2 separate regions of the Zea mays genome follow, and region 1 is linked to region 2. Evidence: chromatin contacts called from public Hi-C data. All regions are on one chromosome and are shown on one strand. Each heading gives the region's core, a stretch centred on a gene start, on an enhancer-like site or on the middle of the called end of the contact. The rest is flanking DNA. Distances are from core to core; before and after follow the strand shown.

The links. Hi-C and Micro-C count contacts between places; a contact is called where the count stands out from the background.
Region 1: a Hi-C map of ear shows a contact between it and region 2, with 2.0 times the contacts expected there. The contact joins the promoter of LOC100191179 here to the promoter of LOC100273651 in region 2. A contact is called at or near these places in 3 of 25 Hi-C or Micro-C datasets (ear, leaf and tassel).

Annotation. Positions count from the first base shown.
Region 1 is chr8:15,034,083-15,038,898 of Zm-B73-REFERENCE-NAM-5.0, reverse strand. LOC100191179 reads left to right here and starts at 1,653. Exons shown (of 4, transcript NM_001136614.1): 1 at 1,653-1,906; 2 at 2,074-2,113. The coding sequence starts at 1,838. LOC118473080 (a long non-coding RNA gene) reads right to left here and starts at 1,258. Exons shown (of 3, transcript XR_004851892.1): 1 at 476-1,258; 2 at 190-303; 3 at 18-100.
Region 2 is chr8:14,508,961-14,513,326 of Zm-B73-REFERENCE-NAM-5.0, reverse strand. It overlaps LOC100273651, which reads right to left and starts at 1,845. Exons shown (of 8, transcript NM_001279565.2): 1 at 1,713-1,845. The coding sequence starts at 1,764.

The DNA.
Region 1 (4,816 bases), core at 404-2,903, 530 kb before region 2:
TGAGTTATCTGAGAACGTGATTAAGGCATTAAGCTGGTGTAAGATATTTGAGGCCAATTACAGGTGTCTAGCACCCAAGATTTTCAAGACAGCTCCAACCCTGTACAGTGAGATTAGAAGCAAGAAAATTACACAGTTTTTTTATTCACTTGTCACATGACCAGTACAGAGACTGCAAATTAGATTTACCAAAAAAAAACATAGCAGGTAATAGGTATCACTGGGCTTGTTTCTTTTCGCTTGAAACACCCTCCATTAGTGACTTGTCTCTACACTACTTATCCAATATGAGTAGGCATGAAGCTACAAAAACATGCTTGTCAAATAAGCCAATGCATTAAAAAGGACACAGTATTATACTGTAAACATTTTCCATGAATTGTAAGCAGGTCTGCAGATGTGAAGTAGAGATACTTCGAGAGCCAATTTACAAGCCTAATGACCATGATATGATATGGGAATAATAAATGCCTACCTTCCATCTGGTTGTTGGAGCCTTTTTTTTGAAAGAGAATAGAGAAGTGTCTTGCAGTCAATATTTGGTAGATCGTAGCCAATAATCTTGATTCTTGAGGATAGCAAGGGCAGAATAAGTGCTTTGCAATTGCAAGATGACTAACGTTGAGGCAAAAGGATCCTGAAACAGAGCATATCCCAAACTGCCTAGACAGAGGTGATCAAAATTTAGACTATGAGATCTGCATTAAAGGGGCACTTGGGTGCACCGTCAACATCACATGGGTTTTGGGCTCCCTTTTTTTTTCCTAACGACAGAAATGTACTAGTGCCTACATCTTATATGGAACAAAACCACAGTGAACATAATCGTGACACATACTGACATACAGTACAGTATATGCCAAGAAGAGTTACACCCCCAAGTCGGTCGCCTCTACCCCTTAACTACACTAATTAATTTAACCGGTCAGATGATAACATCACTCGTAGAAACATTGAGAAGTCCGCTACCGCTATCCAATTCAGCCATCTCTGTAATTGCAACCTCCTGCATTTATCACTATGAAATGTGTTATTCGCTTTGGATTAAAGATAACTATTTGGACTGCTACAACTTTTGTAATTTATAGAGATAAAAACACTATAACAGCAATAGAATCCATTACGACTTAAATCCAAGCGAACCAGTGATCTTCTTGACGGTTTTAGTTGCCATGAGCTTTGGATGCTCCTCTTCTTCGTTCTTGTCTCGTGTACTCCAATGCCAACCAGCCTATCATCTAAAGGCTACTGCTAGCATTAAGTACAAATCGCTACTTCTCCAAAGAAAAATGTGTGTTTTAGGATAAGAATGTTACTACAATTCTACCTGATGCTGGTGCCGCTGCTGTGGTCGACGAAGCGGCACGGCAAGAGCGTGTCCGTCCGTGGGCCCTGCCCCGGGATGATCGTCGGGTCAGCCGCCGAGCTGAACGGAGGTCGCTCACCGTTGGGGGGCCGTTGGGCCGCCCGCGCTACTCCCCAACCAACTGCGGCCAGATCACGCTGCGCAGCGCAGGCCCTCTTTACTCAGCTGTCCATGCTGCTGCTGCTCAGAGTGTGGGGCGCCGTGGACACGGTCCACATCAAGATGCTGAGCCACATAACTCCGGTGGGTGTGGGTCCAACGCCCCCCACCTGCACGCTGCCCTCCCCCGCCCCGCCGCGGGATCAAATACGCCGCCTCCGCCCGTCCACTCCCTCGCCGCCCCCGTCTCCTCTCCTCTCCTCTCCTCTCCCCCGCATCCACGGCCGCAGGCAGCAGGCAGCCACTCGACGATCTAGTCGTCTCTCTCCCCGCTCTGCCGCCTCGCTGCCGCGGCTTCCCGTCGGCGGGAGGATGAAGGTCACGGTCGTGTCCCGGAGCGGCCGGGAGGTCGTCAAGGGCGGCATCGACCTCAAGGACTCGGTACGTTGTGCTCCCTCCCGCCCGCTCGCCAGCCCGCCGCCTCTTGATTCGCTCCGGGGGGCTGGGTTTATTGCCGTCGGGGGAGGCTCGGTTCTCCTCTGGGGTTCGAGATCTCTCGTAGAGGTTTCACCTTGGATTCATATTCATTCGTGGGTTCCTTTTTACAGGCCAAGGTCGCGGACCTGCAGGAGGCCATCCATGCCAGGAGTAAGTGGACTCCCTCCCTGCTTGCTTACATTTCGGCACTTGCTTCTACTACCCAGCAGTTTCCGTATTCCATTCATCCATGCCTTGCAGCAACCAACCAACAAAGAAACACGCGTGTGTTCTGGAGTTAAGGACCGAACACGGGGGGTGTTTACAGCGTGCGGTGTGCGAGAGTCATTCAGCAAGCGGGAATCTGTGGGCCGCTTTTATCTTTCATTTGCACCAGTAAACGACCTTTGCAAACATTTCGGCGCTGCTTTGCTAACGCCTAACAGAGCTGTTTGATTGCCTCTTTTCTATACGTCTTGTCCTGAGAATTGTAGCTGCAAACTTTGCTAGCAAATCCTGAACTTTAGTGCTTGCGTGGCCAGTATGAAACTGCAGTGCAGCCCATGCTTGTGTGATGTCGCAGGTTTATCTTGCTCTCCTGAATTCCATGTATGTGCTAAAAGGCCACGACTAGTGCCTTTGGGTGTGGTATGCAATTTGTGTGTTTTTTATCCTCTAGGCTGCAGCAGTATCTAGTGTTTGCAATTCGGTCCATATGACCACATGTCAATGACTCTAGTCAACCTGGGTTCGTTTTGATTGCTTGCCCTCCTTGTTTGCCCTGTTTGGCAGGGATTTATTTTGGGGTTTCAGTGCTGCAGGTCGTTAGGATCTGTTTAGGTAGGAAGGAGTTGGCCATCAGCATCAACTCACACCCTTTGTGTTTTTTTATTTCCTTTTTGTCAAAATACATTTATCTGACATGATCTGTGAAAAAAATATATCAAGGGATAATTTATTTAGATGGGAACAGGAAGATAGTTGAGCAGTATCTAGAAGTTGTCTCTGGGACATGTTATTGGCCTTTTAATATTATTTGCAAATAACATCCATACTGCATTCAGTCAACGTTTATTACATTTATTATGGTTTAATTCAAAGTATGTAAGCATGGTTGTTTTTTGACAAAAAACATATTTAGACAGAAAAGTATGTACTTTTCAGTTTGCACGAATATGCTCCTTAATATGTCTGTGCCTCAGGGATACATATAGTCAAAACTTTCTTGCTATTAGCCTATTACTTGACGGAACCCGAAACTGTTTCTGGAATCTGCATTCCTCCAATATATTTCAAGCTCCAAGTGCCACTGGGATTCTAATCTCTATGCTAACCTTCTTGAATTATCACATTTTAGCCACGTCTGTGATGACAATTTAAGAGGTGCCTTGTGCCCTTATGGCATTCATTGTCACATTCATAGGCACCGCCTTCTCAGTTGTACACTGCAGATTAGTAGATCAGCATGCTAGTCTATTTACTTTCCATAATGAAGGGCAGACAACAGACATGGTGCAACGGTGAGAGCTGTCTCACTAAGTCACCATGCCATGTCGTGGGTTCGGAGCAGCCTCTCCATATTTGCGGAGGAAAGTTAGCCTCGGTTTATCCCTTTTCCAGACCCCATTCATGCGGGAGCCCCTAGCACTGGGTCTGTCCTAATGAGGTGGCACATACAAGAAGTTATTGTTCATGTTGGACCACTCAAGAGGGTTGGCATGTTCATTGCTGTCATGTGGTTGGGTGAGACTTGAGAGTATCTCATAATGTATGGTTGGTTGTGCCGTACAATATATATATATTTTTTGCATCAAATGCTACTAACATGGGTTGCTGAGCTGCTATATGGCAACCTGGTGGTGTGGTGCTCTGCCCTCAACTTTTAGACCTGTAGCATAGGGTTAATTTACTTCCAGATATTGGCCAAATGTGTTTGAATATTTTTTCACGAGCAGGTTGGAGCCCGTATTTCATTAAGAAGGAAGGAGTTTTGTTTTACAAGTCTGACTACTGACAAGGATTGGTCCAAGCGCTCGCAAGTCACAAGCATACTCAAATCAACCTATACGGTAGCAGATGCCCTTAGGGTAACAAAAGATACCATACAGCCGTCGGTGTCACGACACTCCCTCTAACGACATTTTTGCGCAGCAACAACAGACTTGCAAAACCAGCGTCGAGCTAGTTGTCTGGTCTGGGTTGCAATACCAGAGGCGCTAGTGGAGCAGGTCAGCAGGAGGCAAAGGTGAGAAACCGCCGGTGTTATGTGGCCGCCGGAGCTGGATGTCCGGTCTGGGGCGTAGGGGTAGCCGCCGGCGACCAGGTCTGAAGGCTTGGAGGTCTGGCAAGAGAGGAGGTGTACGTGTACGCTGGTTTTGGCGGCTGGGTATGGGCAGAGGAGAGGAGAGGCCAGACTAAATGATACTAGAGATGGGCTGAAAATGGCCCAATACCAAAACCCTAGCCGAGCGACTAGGAAACGCTAAGCGGACGATTAGTCGCCCTAATCGGAGATTAGTCGGACGACTAGAACGACCAGCCCATCTAGTCGAGTCGTCTGCCTAATTGAACACAAACAGGAGACCAGCCCGACTAATCACGATTAGTCGGACGACTTGAAATCATTGTTAGAAATTTCATCTACTAGAATGTTTTATGGGTGTGTTTGGTTTAGCTTTTGGCTTTGGCTTTTGCCCCCTAAAAGCCAAACCAAATGGCTGGATTCAGGAAGCAGCTTTTTCTAAAAGTCGATTTTCTCGCAGTGCAAAACTAAAAGCAACCATGGACCTGCTTTTAGTGACTTTCGGATGGAACTGTGAAAACATATATCGAAGAACTTTTAACGACTGTTAGTGGTTTGCACCAAACAGTTTT
Region 2 (4,366 bases), core at 596-3,095:
ACACAGTAATTTAGCTGATAGAAAGGATCAAACTGCAGCCAGTCAAACTCAAGGTAACTTAGAGCAACTCCAACAAAGGTGCTAAACTGGGCCTTATCTTAAATTAAAGGGTTGAGGACTAAAAATAGCTTCCAACAATAATCAAATTTATATAGGACTCCAACCTAAAGGTCCTAAATATACAACCTCGTACAGAGGTCCTATTCTAGTATCTCAACTACCAAACCGTTCAGGAAATCCTCATCTCCCTTCAGTGATAGGGCTTCTGCGCCCCTGATCCGCAGCCGCCATATGTCGGGGCCACGGCATCTCTGCCCACAGACATGAGCCGCCGGCGCATTTCCCGTGCTCCCCACCTCTCCGCTCATCTTGGTGACTCGCCACCGCGCACCGATGCCCGCACGTCTCGTCTCTCCGTCCACGGCCGTCACTCATCGGTGAACAAGGCTGCCCTCCAGAGTTTGTGCGCTTCCTCCCGGCCACGTTCGTCCCTCGTTGGCGCACAGGGCTGCCATCTCGTCGGCGCGCCCTGCTCCCACCTGCCGGCAAGCCCATCTCTTCCGTCGTCAAACTCCATCGCATGGATCAAAGAAAGCCGGAACAGCCACGAAAGGGTCGTGAAGCTCCTCGCTAAACACTGCCATAGATGCAATTCGACAAGAATCTAGAGGTATGTTGTTCAACAGCTTTAGCTATCCGTTTGAAAAGAGAGGAACTCATTAGAAAACGGCGTCGGAACATCTTCTCAGGATATGTTGGGTGCTCAGCAAAATAGTCAAGGTATAATTTCATACCGTGTTCATCTCTATTTTGATTGTAAACCTTGTGTCCAAAAACTGAACCTCGATGCTTCTTTCGCTGCTTATGCTTCCTCTTCCGATATTCACCCATCATGAGAAGCATGAGGTGGTCAAGTTCATCATCTAATTCTTCATCTTCGAGATGGATCATAGATCTCCTAGTTGCATACATGTTTCTGCAGTGCACATATGGCAATATAAAATATTATTTCTAAGCTATCATATATCGCATCATATAACGGTTACAATGCAAAATACACTTGATCAACACACTGCTTACTTGTTGCAAATCTGCAGCAGGTTCTAAATGAACTATTCACCTCGTCCACGCGCCCAACCTCCAGCGAGCAGACTCCGCCACCACTCGTCTCGTAGCCCTCCAGCCGTATTGTGCAGGGGTCAAGAGCCTACCGTGCAGGGATGATGCGGTGATGCCCCTACCAGCAGCCGTCGAGCTGTACCTTGCAGCCGTGTGCAGCCGTCGCGCTTAACTGTGCAGCCCTTGAGGAAGGATGATGTGGGCCTCATGCGGCCGATTGCGAACGAATGCGTAGCTGACGAGAAGGATATGCTAGAAAAAAGCGCGTTGCCTCGTGCAGAGAAGATGGAAGCTGGGTAAGGATCCCAGCTGGGTATCCTGATTTTAAGGCCTGGTTGTTGGAGATCCTAAATAAATCAAAAGGTCCTAATACAAATTTTAAGGCTCAAGTTTAGAACTCCTTCTTGGAGTTGCTTTTAGGCCAATCTAGATCAGAAAAAATAGCTTCCAACAGTAATCCAACGAAATCACATCACGCCCAGGCAACAAAAAAAAACGATAATCCGATAAGATCTAGACCTGATCGTATAAAGCGGACCTGATGCGCATAGCGTATTTATTGGAGATGGAGGATGCGAGGAGGGTAAGGGAACCTGGGGAGGGCTGGGAGGAAGGCGTGGCGGTATCTACCACCCTGACCGGCATCCCTGATAGCCGCTGAGGGTGACGTCGCCGGCGACGAGGAAGAGGCTGCCTTCCCTTCTTCGAGAAAACTGTTGCCCCTCGTCGCTGAGATTTTTGACATTATAAAACACGACACATTCGACTTCGTCGAAACGAAGATGTTGAGGAGGGATTCAATGACATGGAAATACACATATAACATATCTGGTACTCAAACAGGTACAGTTTCAAGTGCACTTTTTAAATCTGATGCATTCATCTCACATCTCACGTAATCGTATCCGGTGCTCAAAGAGGTACGGTACTCACGTACACATTTTAAATCTGGAACGTCCATCCAACATCTAATCTAACAGAAGCACCAATTTTACAAACAATCTCTTTCACCTTCTTCACTTGGTGGGAGGGTTCTTAATCAAATTAACTGCAGCCGCTGGATGTGAGATGAATATATCAAATTTAAAAAGTGCACTTGAACACCGTACCCCTTTGAGCAATAGATATGTTCCCCAAAATATAAGTCTTTTCTATTTGATATTCGATGTAAATTTGGCTCTTTATATGACGTACGGTAAAAAAATGACGGTGTCAATTTCCATGTAAGGGCTTGTTCGGTTATTCCCAATACATATGGATTGGATGAGATTGAAAAAAAAATGAGAAGAAGTTAGACTTTTTGGGATTAAAACTCATCCAATCTCACTCAATACACATGGATTGAGAGCTAACCGAACACGCCATAAAAAATGAAATTTACACTGGGTTTCGAGCGATTGGAATTTGGAAACGAGTTGTGCTCGGGGAAATTCGACTTCGGGAAGTGGTCTGGAACAGTGTAGAATCGTGGTGATTTGGGCGTGGTCTGGAGGAGAGGGACGAGGGACGATGGACATGAACAAGTTTTGTGCAGCGGGAGAGGAGCTGCAGCGTACCATCTCCAGGGGATGATGTCACGAGGAGCATAGGTGCTGTTGGTTGATTTGAGCTCGGATGATTGATTCCTACATGCGAATATAGGATAGACGATGTTCCGCCACCTCGGCGTGGCGGAGGGGACGAGAGAAGCAGATGTAGAAGCTTTCCCGTCGAGCTGCTCGGTGACGTCCCAGCCTCCAGCATCCCGTACGAGGCCCTAGTCTCCGGTGGAGCAAAGAGCCCGAGGCACCGGCAGAGCCTCCGGTGGAGCAAAGAGCCCGAGGAACCGGCAGAGCCCGCGCAACCACCGCCCGCGGCGAGGCCACCTGATTTGGACGGTGGGCCTAAGCACCGACGGCGAGGAAGTTTAATTGTTCTCCTCGGTGGCTAATAAAGATTTTGAGTCTATTTTGTCGGCTACGCGTTCCTGTGTATTTTTATATCGTCGAATCTTTCCCCAACGTCTCCATTTCTACGAAACTAAATGTGCCGTGTTTTATAATGGCAAAAATTTCCTCGTCGCTAGGATGTAAACATATTTTTTTGTTAAGACCGTTCTAGTACAGTACTCCCTTTATCGTTTTGACTCAAAAATAAACTAGCGAGTGATAAATATTTAAGAACAGAGATAGTACTATATAGTAAAGTTTGAATATAAGAGTTAAAAAAACTCTTTAAAAACTGATTTATCAAGTTGCTAGCCTCTAACAATTTTTAATTTTAGGTCGTTAAATATTTTTAAATTATACTAACCTGATGATAAATTTAACATTTCTACAACTTAAATCATTTAAAGTGCATTATTTATGCGCGGATGCAAATTCAATAATGACAGATAAGTTATTTCACAATGTGATTAATGGGCGATATAGGCTATTGAAAGTGCGAAGCAAATGTCTAAGTTTAGAGATTAAATAAAAATATTTAGAAAAATGGTATATTTGGACCTTATTTAAGAAGTTGTGGGAGCGTAATTTTTTTATTACTAACATTTTAAATTAATTTTTGGAGTTTTTTTGGATTAGTGGAGATGCTCTTAGAGATAGCCTGGGTAATTTCAAGCATGTCATTACAAACCTACTTTTCAAAATTTTAAAATAATTATTTATGTAACATCACGTGAGAGAAAGGGCATGTAATGTGTATCTTTTACCATCTACTCTTTCTTCTTTCTTTGTGGCCCTTGCTCTTCCTTAAACTATCTCTAGCAAAAGTCCCAAGCGGACAAATATATGTGCATTTTACCTTTTACGTGCTCGCAAGCAATTGTCTATCTGTTCCAGCAGATCATGAATGATGATGTGAAAAATGTGCTTAACCTCCCCATAGTCCAAATCCATGGTTTTTATCTCCTCTGCGTCACGTCTGTTACACGCTCTGCAGGAAACGTCCTCTCGTTTGCGCTCTTGCATTCGTACAATGATCGTTCAAATACGCATCCGCATGCAACTTCTGCTAGAGATAGCTTTACGGTCGACAACACTTGGAGTTACATGAGGATCAAGAAAGGGGGTGTACTAGGGTTTTAGATGTTTTAGGTACTTTCTCGTATTTTTGAAACATAAACCCTACTAATTTTTATTATAGAGTGAATCTAGAGTTATTTAAGCATGAATGCAAGGTTTGACATCACATGTTTTGACTAACTTGGGTAAAACAATTAAAACAAGCTGGAGCTCCTCATTTTATGTGGCATTTTGATTCCAAA